2 separate regions of the Ovis aries genome follow, and region 2 is linked to region 1. The links are chromatin contacts, called in public Hi-C maps. All regions are on one chromosome and are shown on one strand. Each heading gives the region's core, a stretch centred on a gene start, on an enhancer-like site or on the middle of the called end of the contact. The rest is flanking DNA. Distances are from core to core; before and after follow the strand shown. Region 1 overlaps IL12RB2 (interleukin 12 receptor subunit beta 2). Region 2 overlaps LOC132659276 (a long non-coding RNA gene).

The links. Hi-C and Micro-C count contacts between places; a contact is called where the count stands out from the background.
Region 2: a contact with region 1 is called in a Hi-C map of liver, with 5 times the contacts expected there. The contact joins two enhancer-like sites. A contact is called at or near these places in 11 of 16 Hi-C or Micro-C datasets (blood, hypothalamus, liver and 5 more).

Annotation. Positions count from the first base shown.
Region 1 is chr1:42,996,826-43,001,706 of ARS-UI_Ramb_v3.0, forward strand. The region is part of intron 7 of IL12RB2 (interleukin 12 receptor subunit beta 2); the gene reads left to right. The region is part of intron 3 of LOC132659276 (a long non-coding RNA gene); the gene reads right to left. Among named protein-coding and RNA genes, the nearest start is that of IL12RB2, 25 kb to the left of the region's middle. Within about 2 kb of position 3,001, at least 9 of the 54 cell types and tissues checked have an H3K27ac peak or open chromatin away from gene starts, as enhancers often do. A contact at or near this core is called in liver, where this site is marked.
Region 2 is chr1:43,137,205-43,142,126 of ARS-UI_Ramb_v3.0, forward strand. All of the region lies in intron 3 of LOC132659276 (a long non-coding RNA gene), which reads right to left. Among named protein-coding and RNA genes, the nearest start is that of SERBP1, 67 kb to the left of the region's middle. Within about 2 kb of position 1,712, at least 4 of the 54 cell types and tissues checked have an H3K27ac peak or open chromatin away from gene starts, as enhancers often do. A contact at or near this core is called in liver, where this site is marked.

The DNA.
Region 1 (4,881 bases), core at 1,751-4,250:
AGAGACTGTGTTGGAACTCATTTTCTCAGCCAGATCTTCATGGTGGTTGACTCGAAGTCATTTACTTTTCCGGCACAAGGGTGAGGCCTCTTGACTTCCTGCCTCCACACAATCACAGCTTTCCCTCATCCACTTCCAGTCAGATCAAGGTCTCTTCCCTTGCCGAACTGTGCCCAGCCTCTGACCCCATTCACCACACCTTCTCACCTGATTCTGTTCTCCTCTCTGCCTCCTCCCACCCCACAGATACCATATGCTCCACAGTGACCACCTCACTTTTTCATTTTAGGGGAGAGTAAAGCTGTGGATACAGATATTTAGGAATATGCATGGTCAGAAAAGTCAAAATCTTCCCTTGCCGAACTGTGCCCACACTGCCTCTGACCCAAAATTACACCACAATCCTGCTCTCACCTGACTCTGTTCTCCTCTCATGCCTCCTCAGCACCCCACAATGGAGTGCCATTCATTTTGCTTCCACAGAGTGACCACCTACACTTTTTCATTTTAGGGGAGAGACACAGATATAAGGACTGTGAGATACTAGTAAGAATAATCGCCAGTCCATGTCTGACATAGGGTGCAGCATTTGATGGCCAGAGATGAGGGGGGTGGAAAGTAAGCTCCTCTACCTCAGAAATACTAATAATAGTCAAAAATAAGAGAAATAGGAATAGAAAACAGCCTTTCCTCAGGAATAGTAGTAAAATGGTGGTAAACAGAACAACCTTCCAGGAAACAATGAGGCCTAATGTTATGACAGAATGTAAAAGTTTCACAAAGTGCTGAAAGCTGGTATTATCATTTCACTTAACCCTTACAAAAACCCTAAGAGATACATACTAGTATCCCCACTAACACATGAAAAAAACTGAGAGTCCAAAAAAGGAGGTTTTTCACAAAGTCAACCACCTACTAAGTGCAGAGCTGGGACTAAAACCCCATCCAGAGCTCTTTCTGCTACAGTATGACTCATTTTGCCCCCCAAAATATATATACTGTTCGAATTGAGCTACTGATTGGCATGTTTATAAGAAGAGGTTTTATTTCTCAAAAGCTATGCCCTTTTTACGACATGTCTTCCAGTTAAGGGTAGATAAACAGTTTTGGAATTATGCAGCTGACAAGCACGAAACCAGAAGTCAGAGTAATAAAGTCCTCTGATAGGGTTACCATGATAGATTTTGATAATCACAGTCTTCTTCAATTTTAAGAAATGAGCTCTTTCTCCCTCTTTCCCTTTCTCTCTCTCACACATAGAATCTCTGGTATAAAAGGAGACTACTGTAAATAGCTTGGTGAGTCATAATCAAGTTCTTCACTTTGAAACTAAAACTGCAGCTTAAAATTTATCTTAAAAAAATGAATTTTTAATAGCAAGATTATTCTTAAAGCAAGGCATTTAGAGCAACCGTAATTTGTAAACAGTATAGAAGAACCTAGCTCAATTCCTGGCTGTTGGTTTTCATTTTCACAAGTGAGCAACTGGTTAAAATGCAAATTCTTCGTCCCGTAAAGATCCCTCCTCCAAAAATGTCCTTTACAGTTATCTGAAAATATGCTGTTCTGGTCCCATTTCATTCCTCTCAACTCTGGGGTTTCTCTTGATAGAATGAGGGTAATGATCAAAGTACCTGCAGAATTCAAGGTGGGGAGTGGAGGCACAAGTAAATGAGAAGGTGCAAATCCAGAAAAATCACTGGGGCTGCCAAGGAAAAATTAGATGGTACTGCAACATGATTTTTCTCATAACAGTGTAACCAACATACCCAGTGCTAGACCTGTCTTTCTTTCTGTCACAAAGAGCAGTTAGAATAGGCATAAGCAGGGCACCCTGAAGCCAGCCTCGGAGCAAAGTCAAAATAACGATTTGTTAGCCAACAGGTAATGTATAGCAAACTTCCATATGCAGACTCCTCTCTGCTGCTCATCTTAATCTTGTCCCTGTTTCTTAGAAAGCTTTAGGTTCTAAAATGAAGTCTTGAAATTCAAAAGGGCTTTAAAACTCTTCTAGTCCACCCTATCTCTCATGAACATTGCTCCTAGTCCAGCCAGGACAGACAGATGTCTCTGCTGGGACCTTCTGGGACAGGAAAAACTGCTCTGGAGACAGCCCACCTTGAGGGCATCTCTTGTCTATAAGTTAGAAAAGGTTTTCTTTTGTGGAGCCAAAATTGTGGGCCCAAGAAGGATCTTTTGGACCGGAACGAATTTGAATAAGAAACCAAAAATGTAAAAACTAGAAGCTTCTACAACCTTATGCTAGATGGTGGTTATGAAAGGGCACCTTCAAAACCTTCAGCGATTGTCCAGCCTGAAAAAGCAGAGTTGGAGTTGCTACAGGACTTAGTCCCTAGTCCTTCCCAGGTGGCGCTAGTGGTAAAGAACCCTCCTGCCAAGGCAGGAGACATAAGAGATTTGGGTTCTGATCCCTGGGTCGGGAAGATTCCCCTGGAGAAGGAAATGGCAACCCATTCCAGTTTTCTTGCCTGGAGAGCTCCAGGGACAGAGGAGCCCAGCAGGCTACAGCGCATAGGGTCACACAGAGTCAGACAAAACTGAAGTGATTCAGCACATGCACACACAGGACTTAGTCTTTTTCTGTTGAATCCCGGAATTCTTCAATGGCCCTACACAGGAAGTGGCAATTAAACCCTGCCCAGAGTTACTGAGATGAGTGGTTCTGCTCTGAGCCCCAGAACCACGAATCCCAGACCTCTAGAGCCAAAGGGCATTTAAGCAGCATGCAGTTCCAACAATCATTTTACAAACATGGAAACTGCAGTGTGGGGAGGGGAAGCAATTTCCCACAAGGATTTCTGTAATGTGGTGCCTGCTGTTGGGAGCCCTTCCTGGGTGGAATACTGCCCTTCTGTTTGGAACCACCTCTCTCCCATTCCTCTGACTGGGGATTCCTCTTGCCACCCTCAGGCGGGACTGGGAGCTGCCGGGGCAGTGCTGTGACATGAGAAACTCATCAAAACCTCAGAACAGCCTGCAGCCAGATCAGGTGCTTTGTGGTGGGGCCCAGTCAGACCTCACTGGGGAAGGGAAGTGAAGACATGCGTGTGGTGGGTGATTTTTCTTTTTTAACTTTGTTCAATACTGGGAAACCCAATGAAAGGGACACCCCGCCACTGCAGAGGGGAATTCAGGGCTTCAGCACCAAAGGAAGCCCCAAGTAAAACCCCGTCAGCCTGTGAACACAGAGAGAGCACGTTTCTCTTGCTGCTGGGGAAATGAGAGATGACCTTTCACTTCTCTAGTATGTTTACACTAGAGGAGAACAACTTGATGCTGAATGGGTACAGCCCAGGTGTGTGCTGAGGGGGGGGCGGGGGAGCAGGGGTGTGGAGGGAGGGGAGACAGGAGAGGGTGTGTGAGTGTCTGGAGTGGTGTGTCTGCATGTGTGCTGTGTGTGTGTGAGTGCACAGGTGTATGAATGCGTGTGAATTTTGTATTTGTGGGAGGGATCTGATTGTGTGGGTGTGTAGAGTATGTGTGTGAGTGTGCAGGCATGTATGCTGTGCATGTATGTGAGTGTCTTAGTCACATCTAATAAAATACCGTAGTTGGGGGGCTTGTAAATAGCAGAGATCAATTTCTCACAGTTCTGGATGCTGGAAATCTGAGATCTGGCTGCCAGCACGGGTAGGTAAGGGCCCTCTTCTTGGTCGCACACTTCTCTTGTGTCCTGACATGGTGACATGGTGGAAAGGGCTAGACAGCTGTCTGGGGTCTTAGAGAGTGCTGATGCCATCCATGGGTGCTCCACCCTTATGACCTAATCAACTCACAGAGGCCCCCCCCTCCTGACACCATCACATTAGGTGTGAAATTCCAATGTGTGAATCACCATTGCAGTGAGTGAGTGTAAAGGCGTGAACGTGTGGAAGATGGGTGTGTGGGGTGTATGTGGGTGTGAGTGTGGGTGAATATGTGTGGGTCTGTGAGTGTGGGGGGTGGGTGTGAATGTGAGCATCTACGTGTGTGTCTATTTATGAATGTGAGTGTGAGCGTGTTGAGGGTAGAGGAGACTGCTATTGTTCTGGTTCCTATGTAGTTCCTCATTTTCCCACACCTTGGTTTCTCCTAAAAGATACATTTCCTCAAAAGTATTCTGTACTGTTTTTTGCCATAGTTTTTTTTTGTTGTTGTTATTGTTGTTGTTTTTAATTTTTGGTCATACCACACGGCTTGTGAGATCTTAGCTCCTTGACCAGGGATTGAACCTGCAGTAAAAGCACGGAGTCCTAACCGCTGGACCACTAAGGAAGTCCCCATAGTTGCTTTTAAGAGAAAAAGTACTTTCTATGCTGAAGCCAAAAAATTGAGCCTAATCTATAAAACACCCGGGTATTGTCAAAACAGTAAATGCGGTGGTAGAAAATGTTGCTGTGTCACCAACAGCCCCAGTGTTGGATGAGAGCCCTTCACAAGGGGTCACCAATTCTTTCCCTCACATTCCAACATCCCCTTCTGCACAAACCTTCACATCATTTCCTTTGCTTTGACCAGTTATTTCCATCTGTGATTCCAGTATACTTTTCCTTCAGTTAACTCAGCTTCCATCCTTTAAGAAGAAAATCACTTTGGATATATATGGATGATGTATGAAAAGATATGACAGTGGGTTAAAGCCACGTTACCCTTTCCAGTTTCCTCTGTCAGTTTCTTCAGAGTCCTCTCACTGAAACATGAACTAATCATGAACTTTCTGACGTTTGGGTTTAGACCATGGGTCTGGAAGAGAAATGTCTGTGTGCAGATGGAGCTGAGTTCCCTTCTTTATTAGCTCACTCCCTCATTTGTTCATCCACGTGAACAAGTACATTAAAGCCCCACTTTAGGCCTAGAGCCCTTGTTGTATGCAAGGACATG
Region 2 (4,922 bases), core at 462-2,961, 140 kb after region 1:
GAGTCAGTTCTTCACATCAGGTGATCAAAGTTCTGGAAGCTTCAGCATCAGTCTTTCCAATGAAAGTTCCCAAAGCCTAGTAGCAGTGATTAGCTCACAGTGATTGACATGCAACCTGTAGCTTATTGTTAGTGGGCAGGACATCCTAGGGGGGAGACGTGGCCACTCAGTAAACATCGGTGGAGTGCCCACCATGTTCCTGCCAGAGGCTGAAGATATACAGTTACATAAAATCCTCCCTTTTCCCAGGGAACTGACATTCTAAAGGCAGAGGCAAAGGCAGGGCTTCAGCTAACATTGAGTACCTACTGTGTTCATGCTCCTACCAGGCTCTGGAGATATAACAATGGGTAAGATCTGGTCCCTGCTTTTAAAGATCTTACAGGTTGCTGGGGTAGGATGGAAGAAACTGTCAAATAGACAGGTAACTATAATCCAGTGCCCTTCAAGGCAGGGTGGGTAGAAGTTCAAGGGGCTAAGGAGGATCTGTTAGACCCTCTTGTCCAGAATGGAAGGGCCATGGAAAAGGGGGGCTGTCCAGAGTAGAGGACTGGGCTAAGACAGGGTGAGCAGCACTTATCCAGGTGATAAGGCACAGGTAGTGTAGGGGTGTGCTCCCATTGCTGAGGGTGGAGAGAGGCCATTCCAGGCAAAGAAAGCTGCACTGCACAAGAAAGGGCTTGGAGGCCTGAGAGCACAAGCAAATTATTTGGTACTGCTGGAGGGTAAGGTACATGGTGTGACGGAGTGGCGGGAAGTGAGGTTTGAAGAAAGCTGGGACTGGCTCTTACTGAAACTTCTTTGTCCTGCTAAGTAAAGAACCTGAATTCTATCCTGAAAGCAATGTGGAACTAGAAGAGATATTTTATAAAGTAAATTGAAACATTTATTGATCATTAAGTATGTGTGTATTCACTAATGGGTGAGCTTCTGGGAATCTGATGGTGTGTAAAACACACTTTGATCACATGGAGTTTATGATCCAATGTGAGACAGATTAAACAAATGGATCTTTTGTTTATAGGATAATTAAGGTCATATTTACATAATTAAATCAATTAAAAATCACTGAACACTACAGAGTCATCCAAAAGGTGCTGTACTTAGAAGCTCAGTCATGTCTGACTCTTTGCGAACCTATGGACCGTAGCCTGCCAGGCTCCTCTGTCTATGGAATTTTCCAGGCAAGAATACTGGAGTGGATTGGCATTTGCTCCTCTAGAGGATCTTCCCGATCCAGGGATTGAACCTGTGTCTCCTGCATCTTCTGCTGGCAGGCGGTTCTTTACCACTGAACCACCTGGGAAGCAGAAGGCACAGAGGTGGGACACAGAAGGCACATATATGCTGGAGGGTTAATAGTCTTGCTTTGCTAAAACCATCAGGCATATCAGGCATGTGGAGTATGACATAAGGCTGGGGATTTTGGCTGCAGACCAGGGAGCCTGACCCTTGGGTGTATAAGCACTGACTGGACAGTCAGGGATCATGAGAGGACTGGGGGTGGGGAGCACTTAACATGCTGTGTTTTACGAAGAATTCCCTCCACATTTGGGAGTGGTAGGAGGGTAAGGCATAAGGCCACCAGTTCTGAGAATTTTGCTGTCACATGCCCCATATAATGCAAGGCTGAACCAGCTTGGTGGCAGTAAGAAGAGAGAGCAGAGTCTCCCTGCTATAGATAACACTAAGAAAAATGTCTTTTCTACCAGCAGTTCTCAAAGTGTGGCCCCTGGACTTCTGCCATGTCCTTTCGGAGAGTCCTCAAGGTTAAAGCCATTTTGTACTCTCATTCTCATGGTGCAGAGACGACTCTTTCAGAGGTTACAAGACACATGGAATTGCCATGTACTCAGTGCAAATGGAGAATTCAGCTCTCTTCCATTAAGCCAGATATTAGACTTGAAAAAAATATTTGGTCTTAGAAAAGGTTATGTTACAAAAATGCTCTTTATGCTAATGTATATGCTATTTCTAAGTAAATATATATTCAGATGTTTCTTAGAGTTAATCTCTACTGTGGTAAATATTGATAGATACAAGCCAATAATTCTTTGGGATCCTCAGTAAATTTTAAGAGTATAAAGGGGTCATGAGACAAAAACTGTGAGATTTGCTGTTGTATACAAATCTTTGGTCCTGACTCTGTTTATTTGGGGTAAGTTCCTAGACTTTGAGTCCTGGACTAGACAAGGCAGAAATGACTTCCCACCTGAAAGCTGAGGCTCAGTAGGGTTAAGGGACCATGGGTAGGTCCACACCTTGCGTGAATAGAATAACAGCTGAAGGCCTTGTGTTTGTGCCCGTGTCTTGGGCTTTCCCAGTTGTTCTGAGTGCCTGAGAAGGGGCTGGCCGGCTGGAAGGAGCCCTGGAAGGGCCGGTCCTCACGCTGCAGCTAGCGCCCCAAGGCCTTGGGTTCGTGCCAGGCTGGCGTTTCCCAGCCTGTGCTCAGGGCTCCCTCTAGAGGCTGAAAGTAGATCCTACCCCACCATCCTTGCTTTATCTTTCTGCTGTTCCCTCTGAAATTGAAGTTCGTGGCTGCCCGGTGCGGTGGAGCAGAGACCAGAGATTGTGGAAAGGAGAAGCCACATTTTGCAGTGATGAATCCACTGAACTGACGTGAAGCTTGGGCAACTGGGGTCACTTGATCTCTCTGCATTTCAATTGCTAAGGAAAAATGGTCACTAAGATTCTTCCAGCTCTGCTGCTGCTGCTGCTAAGTCACTTCAGTCGTGTCCGACGTTGTGCAACCCCATAGACGGCAGCCCGCCAGGTTCCCCAGTCCCTGGGATTCTCCAGGCAAGAACGCTGGAGTGGGTTGCCATTTCCTTCCAGCTCTAGCAGGCTTTTATTCTGTGGGCCAGTTATTCTTATGTCCCAGGCCAGTGAGAGAAGATGACAGGGAGAGGGCTTGGTTCACTGGGCTACTACCACTCAGGGTTATCCTTGCATTTATGGGTTTGACCCAACCTGAATCTGACTTCAGGATGGGTCTTTGTCATTACAGCTCTCAATGATTCTGTCCTTTAGCAAGTTCATTTTTGAAGCTCTTTGCTACAAATCATTCATTTATTAAACAAACAACAATAATCTGGCATGATTGAGATATATATCAGGCACTGGACCAAGGGCCATATGTGTATGTTCTCAAACCCTCTGAAGTAAATGCTATTATTATTCCCTTTTACAGAGGAGGAAATTGAGGCACAGGAAACTTAAGTCGCTTGCCAAAATAAAAAAGCAACTGTGGCAGAACCAGAATTCAAAACCAAGCAGTCTGGCTCCATAACCATGACACTATACCTAGCCTTGATAATAAGACTTTGCATTTTTTAGGGTTTGCTGTGTCCTTGGAGCTTTATGTACAATATCTCATTTAATACTCACAATTGTATAAAGCAATTCTATACAGTAGGTATCATCATCTCAGTTTTACAAGAAGGATACCTATTTTCAACTTACCCAAATACTGAGCAAGAGAGCTGAGATTCCATTTCTGGGTCTTCAGAGATTGTGTTGCTCAATTCAGAGCCATCTATATGCCAGGAAAAGATGAGGAAAACCAAATGAGTCTTCAAGGAGCTTGTATTATAGTCTCCTTGTGGAGTAATGATGGTTACAAACATTTACTGAACACTGTTCTAGACGTTTACACATTAAACTCATTTAACACCCACAATAATCCAATGAGGTAAATCTGATTATTATCCCATTTTACAGATGAGGAAATCAAGGCCCATGGGAGGGAGGGGTTAAATAAATTGCCAGAAGTCCCTCCCACATTTGGTAAATATTCAGACCCAGGAAGCCTGGCTCCAGTACGTTTTTAACCACTACATTGTCCAAAGAGCACATAGCTCCTATGGAGATGCAGAGGCTGCTGAACAGGGTTGAAGACAGCTGGGGGGAACAAACCCAGCTGCAGAGAGACCCCAGGAAGGAAAGGGTGGTGCCACTCCTGGGTTCTCTTCCTCTATAGGCCTGGCCTTCCAGATGCTTATGAGATCGCTACACTTGAAATCATGCCCTCTCCTCAAATCTAAGGACTAAAGCTAGAGTTTGACACATGCCCCCAAATCTTGCTAAGCATCTCTTTCTTGTCAATGTCATCTTCCTTCTTTCACATCAGCAGAACCCAGCCTGGTAGATAATTTGCTGGTGCTCCAGGACCATGCTAAGAAAGATTCTAAGACAATGTCCTGTCCAGCATCAGCAAGAAAGAGTGATATGGTTAATGAAAACATTTCTGTTGTGGGATGGGGAAACGGACAGCCATATATTTGCTGCCTCTGAAGTGGGCTCTGTTTTAACAAGGGATTAAAGAACTGGGGCCTCAGTGCTGATGCTGATGTCCGTGGCTGAGAACATGGCTGTTCTTGGGGAGAGCAGGTAGGTGTTAAGTATTGGCCAGGCTTAAGAGAAAAAGAAATCTGGATAAGTGACATTAGCAGGGGTACTAAGGTGGGGTTGCCAAGCTGGGGAAAGATGGCAGGGCCTCGAGGAAAGATGAGGAGCCGATGATTTCCTGTTTGAAAACCATGGCAGAATAGCCTCAAGCCCCAGGATGGGATGAAGCAAGAACCAACCAGGCACACCACTGAGAATGTCTCCTAAGCTATGGGGTTCTCTCCTTAAGAAATGCAAAGTAATGGTCCCTTTCAACTGGTAGGATTTAGTTCTGGGATAAATACCAATGGGGATCAAATCTTCCAGGATAAGTGGATAGAGGAAGAAGAGAAGAGGTTGGTTGGGACTTAAGTTGCGACTACAGTGCACATGATAAGTGAGCCTGAACACAGTGAGGAGACTTGAAATAAGGATGGAGCTGTGACTGTCTCATGGGACCTAAGGGTGGGAATGGGCCTGCAACCCGGGAACCAAAGCATCATGCGAGGAATTTTGTCTCTTGTCTCTGCTTCTTT